Regions from separate parts of the Arabidopsis thaliana genome. Here region 1 is linked to region 2. Evidence: chromatin contacts called from public capture Hi-C data. All regions are on one chromosome and are shown on one strand. Each heading gives the region's core, a stretch centred on a gene start, on an enhancer-like site or on the middle of the called end of the contact. The rest is flanking DNA. Distances are from core to core; before and after follow the strand shown. Region 1 holds the start of LHCB2.2 (photosystem II light harvesting complex protein 2.2). Region 2 holds the start of ZAP1 (zinc-dependent activator protein-1).

Evidence for each region. Capture Hi-C pulls out chosen DNA fragments and counts their contacts.
Region 1: a capture Hi-C map of root shows a contact between it and region 2, with 3 times the contacts expected there. The contact joins the promoter of LHCB2.2 here to the promoter of ZAP1 in region 2. A contact is called at or near these places in 2 of 26 Hi-C or Micro-C datasets (root and shoot), 1 of 2 datasets of contacts at active chromatin or transcription factors (shoot) and 2 of 3 other capture datasets (root and shoot).

The regions. Positions count from the first base shown.
Region 1 is chr2:1,797,033-1,802,213 of TAIR10.1, forward strand. LHCB2.2 (photosystem II light harvesting complex protein 2.2) reads right to left here and starts at 3,440. Exons shown (of 2, transcript NM_126537.4): 1 at 3,152-3,440; 2 at 2,202-3,055. The coding sequence starts at 3,297. The coding sequence ends at 2,404. It overlaps AT2G05060 (Protein kinase superfamily protein), which reads left to right and starts at 1,123. Exons shown (of 1, transcript NM_126536.1): 1 at 1,123-2,070. The coding sequence starts at 1,123. The coding sequence ends at 2,070.
Region 2 is chr2:1,713,966-1,719,124 of TAIR10.1, forward strand. ZAP1 (zinc-dependent activator protein-1) reads left to right here and starts at 3,868. Exons shown (of 5, transcript NM_179605.3): 1 at 3,868-4,103; 2 at 4,516-5,159. The coding sequence starts at 4,592. It overlaps AT2G04865 (Aminotransferase-like, plant mobile domain family protein), which reads left to right. Exons shown (of 6, transcript NM_147246.3): 6 at 1-1,042. The coding sequence ends at 634. It overlaps AT2G04870, which reads right to left and starts at 2,421. Exons shown (of 1, transcript NM_126519.1): 1 at 2,203-2,421. The coding sequence starts at 2,421. The coding sequence ends at 2,203.

The sequences.
Region 1 (5,181 bases), core at 2,190-4,689, 83 kb after region 2:
TGAGACTTACGTGAGGAAGATAGATAAGCTGAAAGAAGAATCTTAATCTTTGGTACAAGGTTCGTACTCAAGTCGAGATTCTTGAGCGATCTTGGTAGCTTCTCTTCCATAGTATTCAGTGCAAGATTTATGATCGCCGAAGATTCGAATCGAGGAATATTTGCGGACGCCATATCAAATTGGATAAACCAAAGAGTATAGAACCCAACATCACATAACTTTACCTTAGTAATTCAAGAACTTTTTCTCGAAATCTACTCAATTGAAGTTGAATTAGAGTAACGAAATCCAAATCCATTAAAGAGGAGATTGATATCCCGTCGCCGGAGTCGCAAGGGTATAAAGTGGTTGAGATTACGAAATCGATTATTGGAGTTTTACGGTGGAGAGAAGAAGAAAGAAAGTAGTGTAAACCGTAGTGGTGGTAGACAGTGACGGAGGAGATTGATATCCCGTCGTCGGAGTCACCTTTTCTGAAACTGTAGTTTAGGTTTTTTCTGGATTTGTTTTTTTTACAGTTCTGGGAAAAATAAAACGAGAGATTATGGTAACTGCAAAATCAAAATCGTGGGTTCCGTAACCGGAATTGGTTTAATGAAAATGGGTTTGATTTGTTTGGTTATATATAACCGACGATTTGAGGGTAAACAAGTAATTGCAATTAGTCAAAGTGCCTAATGATTTTTAAGTGCCTAATCATGAACTAACTTTTGAAAAAGTGTCTAATCACGTAATATTCTAAAAAAAAATGTATTTCACGATAACATTAAAATATGAAGCTTATTTGTCAAGTTATCCCATATATCACATTTTATTCAGACAAAAATCTATGAAATCTTTGATCCAACGGTTAGGATCCAATGGATGGTGGGAGCAACGACATATCCTTCTTTGCAAATTAATGCGAACTTTTTTTTTTCCTCTTTAATTTATTAGGGATCAAAATTGTATATTTTTCATAATACAATAAATCACATTTCTAAATTTCTGACCAACTTCAATCTTTCCAGATTTTGTTTTCCTTTTTTGGTGTAAAGTAATTAATATATTACTCTCCCCAAATCCTTAAGATTTCATTTCACTTTCACCTAGGGTTTTGCTAAGCTTGGTGCCGAAGTAAATATGAGAATTGATCTTTCTGTTCCAAAGGTGGGGGCAGAGTTAGAACTCAACAAGGTTCTCGGAAAAGGTTCGTCTGGTTCGGTGAGTCTCATCAAGTACAAGAGTCGACTCGACGGCCAAACACTTTACGCCGCGGTGAAAACCTCCAACATAATTCACGCCGACTCTCTCCTCAAAGAGTTTCAGATCTTGTCCGAATTCAAAGGCTGTTCGAGAATCGTCCAATGCTATGGGACAAAAGTACAAGAGACAATCAACGAAGAAGGTGACGTAGAGTTCACGATTCCCATGGAATATGCATCTGGAGGAAGCTTGAGACATTTTATGAGTAGATTCAAGGACATGAAATTGCCTGATGCTTTGATCAGAAGGTTTACGCGTATGATCCTCGAGGGTTTAGCAGTTATTCATGGACACGGTTATGTTCACTGCGATCTAAAACCCGAAAACATCCTTGTTTTCCCGAGTTTCGAGTTAAAGATTTCTGATTTCGGGTTGTCTAAAAGAGAAGGAGATAGTAAATGGTGGCTTCCTAGTCATCCGTTTGCGGGAACACCGGTATATATGTCGCCTGAATCGATTTCTAACGGCGAAACAAGGAGAGGTTTGGATTTATGGTCATTAGGATGTGTGGTGTTGGAGATGTACACTGGAAAGAGACCATGGTGGGATAAGAACTATGACTTGGGAGATCTTAAGAAAGGTTCCATGCCATTGATTTCGAAAGATATTCCTTGTGATGCAAAACTCTTTGTGATGACTTGCTTCGCGTCGGAGACTAACAAGAGAAAAAACGCTTTCACATTGTTGAGGCATTGCTTCTTGCGTGGGGATGTTAATAAGATCATAGAGCCTCTCGTGAAGAGTAAGAATTCTAATGATATAGCACTAGAGTTGGAGAATATTGAACACAGGCTTTCGCAACTTAGGTGTATTAGTGGTGGATAGACTTACATTCTTAGCTCAAAATGCTTTCAGCTAACTTTATATAAAAAAATGCAATTGTTCATTGTTCGAAATGTTGAACTTAATCGATTTTAGCTGCATTTATTTTACACAAAATCTGTCAACTACTCATTAAAATTGTTTATGTATGGTCCAGGTAAATCTAATATTCGCTCAGCTTATATGAACCTGTCATGTGATTTTGACTCTTGCCAATAAATAAAAAAAATCAAGTCCCAAGAAACATCATTAAGTGCCAAATTCACATCAAACGTCAATATTACACAATCACGAGTTTACAAAGCAGAGAGATTATGAAGCAAATACATAAGATAATTACTTTCCGGGGACAAAGTTAGTAGCGTAAGACCAGGCGTTGTTAGCCACAGGATCAGCCAAATGATCAAATAAGTTCTCAATGGGACCTTTACCAGTAACAATGGCTTGGACAAAGAATCCAAACATAGAGAACATGGCAAGACGACCGTTCTTGAGCTCCTTCACCTTCAGCTCAGAGAAAGCCTCTGGATCCTCAGCCAAGTTCAATGGGTCGAACGCACCTCCGGGATAAAGCGGGTCAAGTCCTTCTCCGAGTGGTCCACCTCCGATTCTGTAGCCTTCAATGAACCCCATGAGCACAACTTGAACAGCCCAGATGGCTAAGATGCTTTGCGCGTGGATCAAGTTAGGGTTTCCGAGGTAATCAAGACCTCCTTCTGAGAAAATCTGAGAGCCTGCCTTGAACCACACGGCTTCTCCGAATTTAACACCGTTCTTGGAGAGAATTTCAGGGAATGTGCATCCGAGAGCACCCAACATAGCCCATCTGCTGTGGATTACTTCAAGCTCACGGTTCTTAGCGAATGTCTCCGGGTCAGCCGAGAGTCCAGCGGTGTCCCAGCCGTAGTCTCCGGGGTATTCTCCAGTTAAGTAAGACGGTGTGTTCTCCGAGAATGGTCCCAAGTACTTGGGACGGTCTGGTCCATACCTGTTACAAAATTATATTGCATTTGGTGATTAGACAGATCTAAACAACTAAGGATTACTTAAGACATATAAGAGGGAGAGAGGATAAATTTGGTACCAGATGCTTTGGGGAGTAGACTTGACGGTACGACGCATGGTCACACGGCCACCGCCCAAGACGCCCACCTTTTGGATGAGGTCGCTGGAGGGCTTGAGAGCCGTTTGGCCGGCGAAGGAGGATTGTTGGATAGCTGATGTGGCCATAATCGTAATCTTTGTTTAACTACAATGAAAGGAAAGGATTGAAGAGAGAGTGTGAGTTATGATGGGATGGTGAAACCAATTGGGTTTTATAACAGAGTGATTTTCATGTTAGGGGATTATCAAATGTACACGTCAGAGGGTTCTGATTCGTTGAAAGAGTTTAGTTTAGATTTCATTGGTCCTATGAGGAGATTGGTAATGGTTGTGGTGGTGCCATCTGGCAATGGAAGATCTTGTGCTTCAGTGAGAGGATAGTGTTTAACACTTATTTTATTGGATTGTTTTTTGGCTATTCTTTGTGATGATATATCAATAATCCTATCTTCGATTGCGTTTCTTTATCTTTTATCTTAAACCGTGATGACTACTCGACCAGACCGGTTTGAACATAAAATTTCAAACCGTGGGTTTTAAAACTTTAATTACAAAACAAAAATGCATGTATTATGGATTGGTTTAAATTAAACTATACGATGATATGTACTGGAGGATCCAGAGGTCTATGATTCTTAGTTGCTATTAGAGATGCTTTGTTTCTTCACTACATATTATTTCTTGCATGATTCGCTATGTCACACTAAATCATATATTAAAAGCCAACACTTACCAGATCAAGAAGTCAAACTGCAAGTAAATAGAAAAACACACTTTATTTACAGAGGAGGAAAAATATATTTCACAGAACATTACCTAACTTAAGTAATTTTCCTTGGCTATGGCTCTTACAAGAGTCACATAATGGTAGAGAAAGATTACATTTGCTACAAATTCGAACCTTGTTTCTTACAGAGTTTTTATATATATGGGCCTCCCAAATTAGGCTTAGGTCATGAGCCATTACAATGCAAACACAGTTACAAAATTGAGAAACCCAAACGTATAAGTCATTTAGTCAGATCGCTACTATTTATATATAAAATATTACAAGAGTTCATAAAATAAACCAATAATTTTAATGGTTCGTCAAATAAACTAAATATTGCAATGGTTCAATTAAACGGTTGTAATAGTTTTTTTTAATTTTAATTTTAAGTAATTAAAATTTTAAAAATATATATGAAAAATTATACCAAGAGGTGCGATCGTATATATTAAATATATCAAAAATTGTAATGGTTCATCAAATAAATTAAAAATTACAACGACTCATTAAACAAAACAAAAATTGCAATAATTTATAATAAACTAAATATTGCAATAGTTCAACTAAATAGTTGCAACTTGCGAATGATTATGAGGTGATACAATAAAAAAAAAAACCGTAGAAATTTTTTATTCAGATTGCAGTTTTCTGAAAATGACAAACGACAAATATATATATTTTAGTTTAAAAAGATTGTTTAAAAGATTGTAACAAATAAAACACAATTGCAACAAACATTTATTAAAATTATTATTATTAGGTCATGTTTGTTTGATCATTTGGAATTTGTATCCAAATGATCCATCCAAATAATCCATTTGGATGATTCATCTTAATGATGTTTGTTTGATCATTTGCTAGTTCATCTAAATGCATCATTTAGATGGAGCTTTGTTTGTTTGATCATTTGGATGGATAATTCACATTCTCATCAATATATAAATGACTAAAATGCCTTATGTTAAGTAACAAATAATCTATAGCTACATTCTCATATTAATCAAAGTAGAGTTTGAAAAAGAGAGTTTGGCTTTGATCTTCAAATTTTTTCGTTGTTGATCATTCCCATTTTCAAACTTCAATTTCAGATTACTAAACCTGTAAAGAAAAAAACACATTGGCATTAGATTATGAAGCAAAAAAGATACTTTGTTAGATCTTAAATTGTGCTAATGTCAGTAAGTAATGTTCCTCTATGAATCATCACCAATTCTCCAATAAGAGCAAGCATGCATATTGGC
Region 2 (5,159 bases), core at 2,618-5,117:
CATGATTTCACGGATTATAGGCCTTGCGCAAGATTGCTTGAGAGATCAAGTTGGGGTAACGGCTACACCAGAAACCCAGCAGCAGATTGAACTTGGGAAAAGAATGCGCGGTAAAGAAAGGGTGAGAAGGAAGGGGATGGGAAAGAGAAGAAAAGGTATTGATCCAATGGAAGATTATGGAGGTAGTGAAGATGAATCCCAGTTTGGACCTTTGGTTGAGGTTGGTCAGATGCATTTACCGCTTAGTCATACAAACTCGGTTTACGATGGAACACATATGTATGATGCTGTCACCAAAGTTGATGATATGGAGCTTTGCGACACCATCCCTCAATTGCCTGAGACTCAAGACATACACAAGATTGAAGGGTCATTGCTAGACGACACAGACAAGTTTGTTGAGGAGAGTAAGTTACAAGAAGAGTTTGATGGCGAGGAGCCAACTGAGAGCTATGATGTGAAGAAAGAAGATAAAGAATCAAAGGTTGAAGATGATGATGCAGCAAAGGGCTTTAGTGATGTGAGCGGTGAAGAAAACGCGAACAGAGAGGAAGAAGATGAAACAGAGATGGGAGAAAGTGTTGCAGAGTCGTCTTCTCTTGATAGAAGAGGAGAGAACACTGTGGTGGCTTGAAAGTAGTTGGTTTTCTTCTCATCTGTTTAACCAATGAGAATTTCTGCCTCTTCTTTCTCTCGAGTTCATGGAACTGTCAGATTCAATGAGAGTTATACTATACATCAAGGCAAATCAGGATTGATGAAGAAAAGCTGGAGGAGAAGTTGTGTTTAGTTTTTCTGTTGTGTTTTTTTTTTTTTGGTAACTTGTAGTCTTTTAAGTACTGCCTTTTTTCAAGATTATGTTAAATTATTTGTAGAAGGGTTTACAGAAGAAAGGTAGTTCTTTTGCCAGATATGAAGTTGTCGAATGGTGATACCATTTGATCTCTTACAGTCGAATTATGACTCTCTGATTATATAAATTAGGAAGAAATTTCATAAGAGATGGAGTTTTCTGTGCCACTTAGATCTTACCTCTTTTTTTCCGGTCAAAGTCACCATTTTATTAAGTTATCGGCCTGAAGTTTCAAAAGTTTTTTAGTGTTAAACTTCTACTACAAATGTAAGCCACTCTGGTAGATTATGTAGAATGGATATTAACTCAAACAATCTAAGACAAAGCTAAAATTTATCTTCGAAGACGTGATGAGACACTCCATGGTCCAAAGCAAGGTAACCAATTCGGCTTGAAGAGGGGATAACCCCGGACGGGAGCTTCTTAATCCTATAAAGAGAGGTGTCTCTCCATCCATGACAATCTACCCATGTTCACTAAAGGGGTCGGTTAGACGCCATGAGCCATCAATTTGGCATTCCGGTTGGGTAGTTCAAAGTTTGTAGTGTGATGGGGTGGCTCCAGGTTTACGTAAAGGGCGTCATCTTTCCTATTTACCACATGCAATGCAGTCACCTCTTGAGTGGCATGCTCTAGTGTTTTATGATGATTCTCCCGAGTATTCTCGTAAATAAATCTATTCTGAATCTTAGGTATCTATGAGAAATAAAACTATCTTCCTCTGCATTCATCATCACCTTTGCTCTCCAAAAAAAAAGCGAAGTTAGAGAAGAGTGAATGACTAGGGAAGGAAGAAGGCGACAATGAGAATGACGATAGAACCCAAGTTGTAAGCGCCGATGAACATTCAAAGAGACGGTGATTAATCGTTTCCTACTCAACACCACATCTAGGCAGTTTTTATCTTTACCTTATAAGTTATCAAGTCGAAGATAACGATGTCTGAGCATCTTTATTTCCAAAAAGGGTAGGAAAGTCATTTCTCTATTAAAGTAAATGAATTTCTGAAAAATTATTCCTAATGTTTTTATTTGTAAAAAAACTACACACTTTTTTAATTATACAAATAATGGATTGGCCGAATTTTCCACCCTATACTATTAACAATCTCAACATTCTCAACATTCTCCTCTAAACTTTTGATCCTTTGAAATATCACCATAAACAAATAAATTCTCAAAATACATACATATACTTTTGGATTCATGTGAAATACTACGCCTCCAATTGAACCAGTGATTAAACCGGAGTTAACCATAAATTCGTGTTTACTGTACCGCGATTGCGATTACCCCGAATAATCACCCATGACCCGAGAAAAAGACGACGTCGTTTTCTCATTTCTTTAATTAATCGAAACGTAAGTCTCTATCACCACCTCTGTCATCTCTTTCATCGGAATCGTCGTAATCTCCCTTGTCGTCTCCCTCATTCTTAACCACACTATCATCGTCCCCCGAACTTCTGTTTTCACCACCAACATTTTCACTCTCGACATCACTCCCCAGATATTCGTACTCGAGATCATCTGGGTCACTCTCATACACTAACCCTTCATCGAAAGACATTGAATAAAGACCCAGCACACCCAAATTAGAATCGAGAACCCAAAACCCCCAAAATTCGGCCAACCTTACAAATAATACTTCAAGTTTTAAATATCGTTTTTAAGATTGTCACTTTACAAACATAATTTATCTTTATTCCTTAGTTATTTTTGATATTTTATTAACAGATGGACTTTTCAAAGAAACAAAAAATTTATGAAGTTTTTTCTATTTTGGAAAATTTTCTACTCCCTCCGTCCTACTAAGATAATATTTTTAAAAAATTTCACATTCTTTAAAAAATATTGTATAATGACAATTTTAACCTCTTAATAAACTTTAAAAATAATAATAAATATTTAGCTAATTATTTAATAAAGGTAAAACAGGTAAATAGTTTTAAAATTTGCATTGAAAATATAAAACTTCTATCTTTGTGGGACAAATATTTTTTCTAGAAAATTTATCTTTGTGGGACAAAGGGAGCATAAGTTATCTAACAAATATGTTATTTTCTTTTAGGAATTTTGTGCAAAAAAAACCCGTTCAAAATCACCTATTTTTTTTCAAATTTACCTTCAACGTCCAATAAATGCAAAATAATCATATAAATTCATAAATAATATGCAATATAACCTATTTATGAAACTTTACATATATTGTAAACGTTTTTATGGTCACATATACTTGTTTTTGAAAATTTTAAAGATATAGTTGAACTCTTCATCTCGAAAGCTACGATTTGATATATTATTTATCAAAATTTAAAAATTTTACAATAGCAAAAAAGTTATATTGCGTACTATTTTTAACTTTATATAATTATTTTATAGTTTTTAGATATAAATTGTAAAATTGCAAAAATAGATGATTTTGTGGATTTTTTTTTCAGAAAAATCTTCTTTTAATATCTCTGTTTTTCTACTCATCTAATTTCGTTAAAAATGTAGTATTAATCACTACAATTTTCCATTTGTTCTTTTGTAAGGAAAAACAAAAAAACAAAAAAAAAAAAAAAATCGAATTTTTAAAAAATTATTACCTAAAGTCGAAAGTGTCTAGATGATCAGTGGTTGTTCAACAAATTGACCTTGACAATTCTCCTTTTCATTAAACATTTTCTTACAAACGTACTCAAGTTCTTAAACAAAAGTAGTCCTAAAAAAAGATATACATCCACTTGTGTAAGAATCAATACTTTTGTTTTCTTCCTCGTAGTTAAGTAATTTACATGTATTTGCAAAATCGATCCCCAAAGTTTGATATTACTCACACTTTGTAACCAAGAAACAACAATACTAATGAGACACACGAGATTATTATGCACTGGGTTCTCTGGGTCCCACTGCTTCTGCTTTTGTCGGCTTGCGTTTTGTGGGTGGAGAATATATGTCATGAGAAACGTATCATCTAACCGTTAGATCAACGACGTCTACATATCTTTCAATACACCGCGTAACACTGAAACAAAACCTCTCTTCCCCACTTTCTTCTTCTTCTTCTTTCTCCATAGTCATTTCTAAGTCCAACCATCTGATTCTTCGACATGACCTTTTGTTCTTCTTCTCTTTTCTCTCTCTCTTAAACCCAATTTGAGATTGTTCGATTTCGATCTACGAGATTCTTACAAGAACATAAGCAGCTTCGGTTTTTTGGGATTATCTTATTTGGTCGGATGATGATCTTCTCGATGTCTGTGCTAGGTAAATTCTTTATTTTATTTTGTTTTTGAAGTTGTATTAAATTCTTTAATTTAGTATTAAATGTTGAATCTTTATGCGAATCTTGTTACTGGGTCGTCTCTTAACTCCGTAGTAAATGGAACAAATTTGCCGACTTTTTATGTAATTTGGTTATAAGATTTTAGCAAATGCTTTAATTTTGGGGTTTTGTTTGTTTCAAAGTAAAGTACTTGAGTCTAAAGATCGTTGGTGAAGCATAGGACTAATCAATTTTGAGTCTTTACTAAGATTGTAATTGATATAGAAATTTCCCAAAAGTGGAGACTTTTAGTGGTTATTCTGCAACATTTTATTCCTAATTGTTGTTTCTGTGGAATTTAGTGTGAATTCACTGTAATGATTTGGTTTTTGTTTGTTTTGATTTCTCCTTCAGGCTTTGGGAATTAGATATATTTGGGGTTAAGCTCGAGTCTCTCCGGTTTTGAGTTTACTTGAGTTTGTTAGTATTTATGGCTGAGGTGGGAAAAGTTCTGGCTAGTGATATGGAGTTAGACCATTCAAATGAGACTAAAGCAGTGGATGATGTTGTTGCCACTACTGATAAAGCGGAGGTCATACCAGTGGCTGTAACTAGAACTGAAACCGTTGTTGAAAGTTTGGAATCTACTGACTGTAAGGAGCTTGAAAAACTTGTTCCACATACGGTAGCTTCGCAGTCGGAAGTAGATGTTGCTTCCCCGGTATCCGAGAAAGCACCGAAGGTTTCTGAAAGTAGCGGTGCATTATCTTTGCAGTCTGGTTCGGAAGGGAATAGTCCTTTTATTCGTGAGAAGGTTATGGAAGACGGATACAACTGGCGGAAATATGGACAGAAACTTGTGAAAGGAAATGAGTTTGTAAGGAGCTATTACAGGTGCACTCACCCTAACTGCAAAGCGAAAAAACAGTTGGAACGGTCTGCGGGTGGACAAGTCGTGGATACCGTTTACTTTGGGGAACATGATCACCCAAAGCCTCTTGCTGGTGCTGTTCCTATCAATCAGGATAAGCGAAGTGATGTCTTCACAGCTGTTAGTA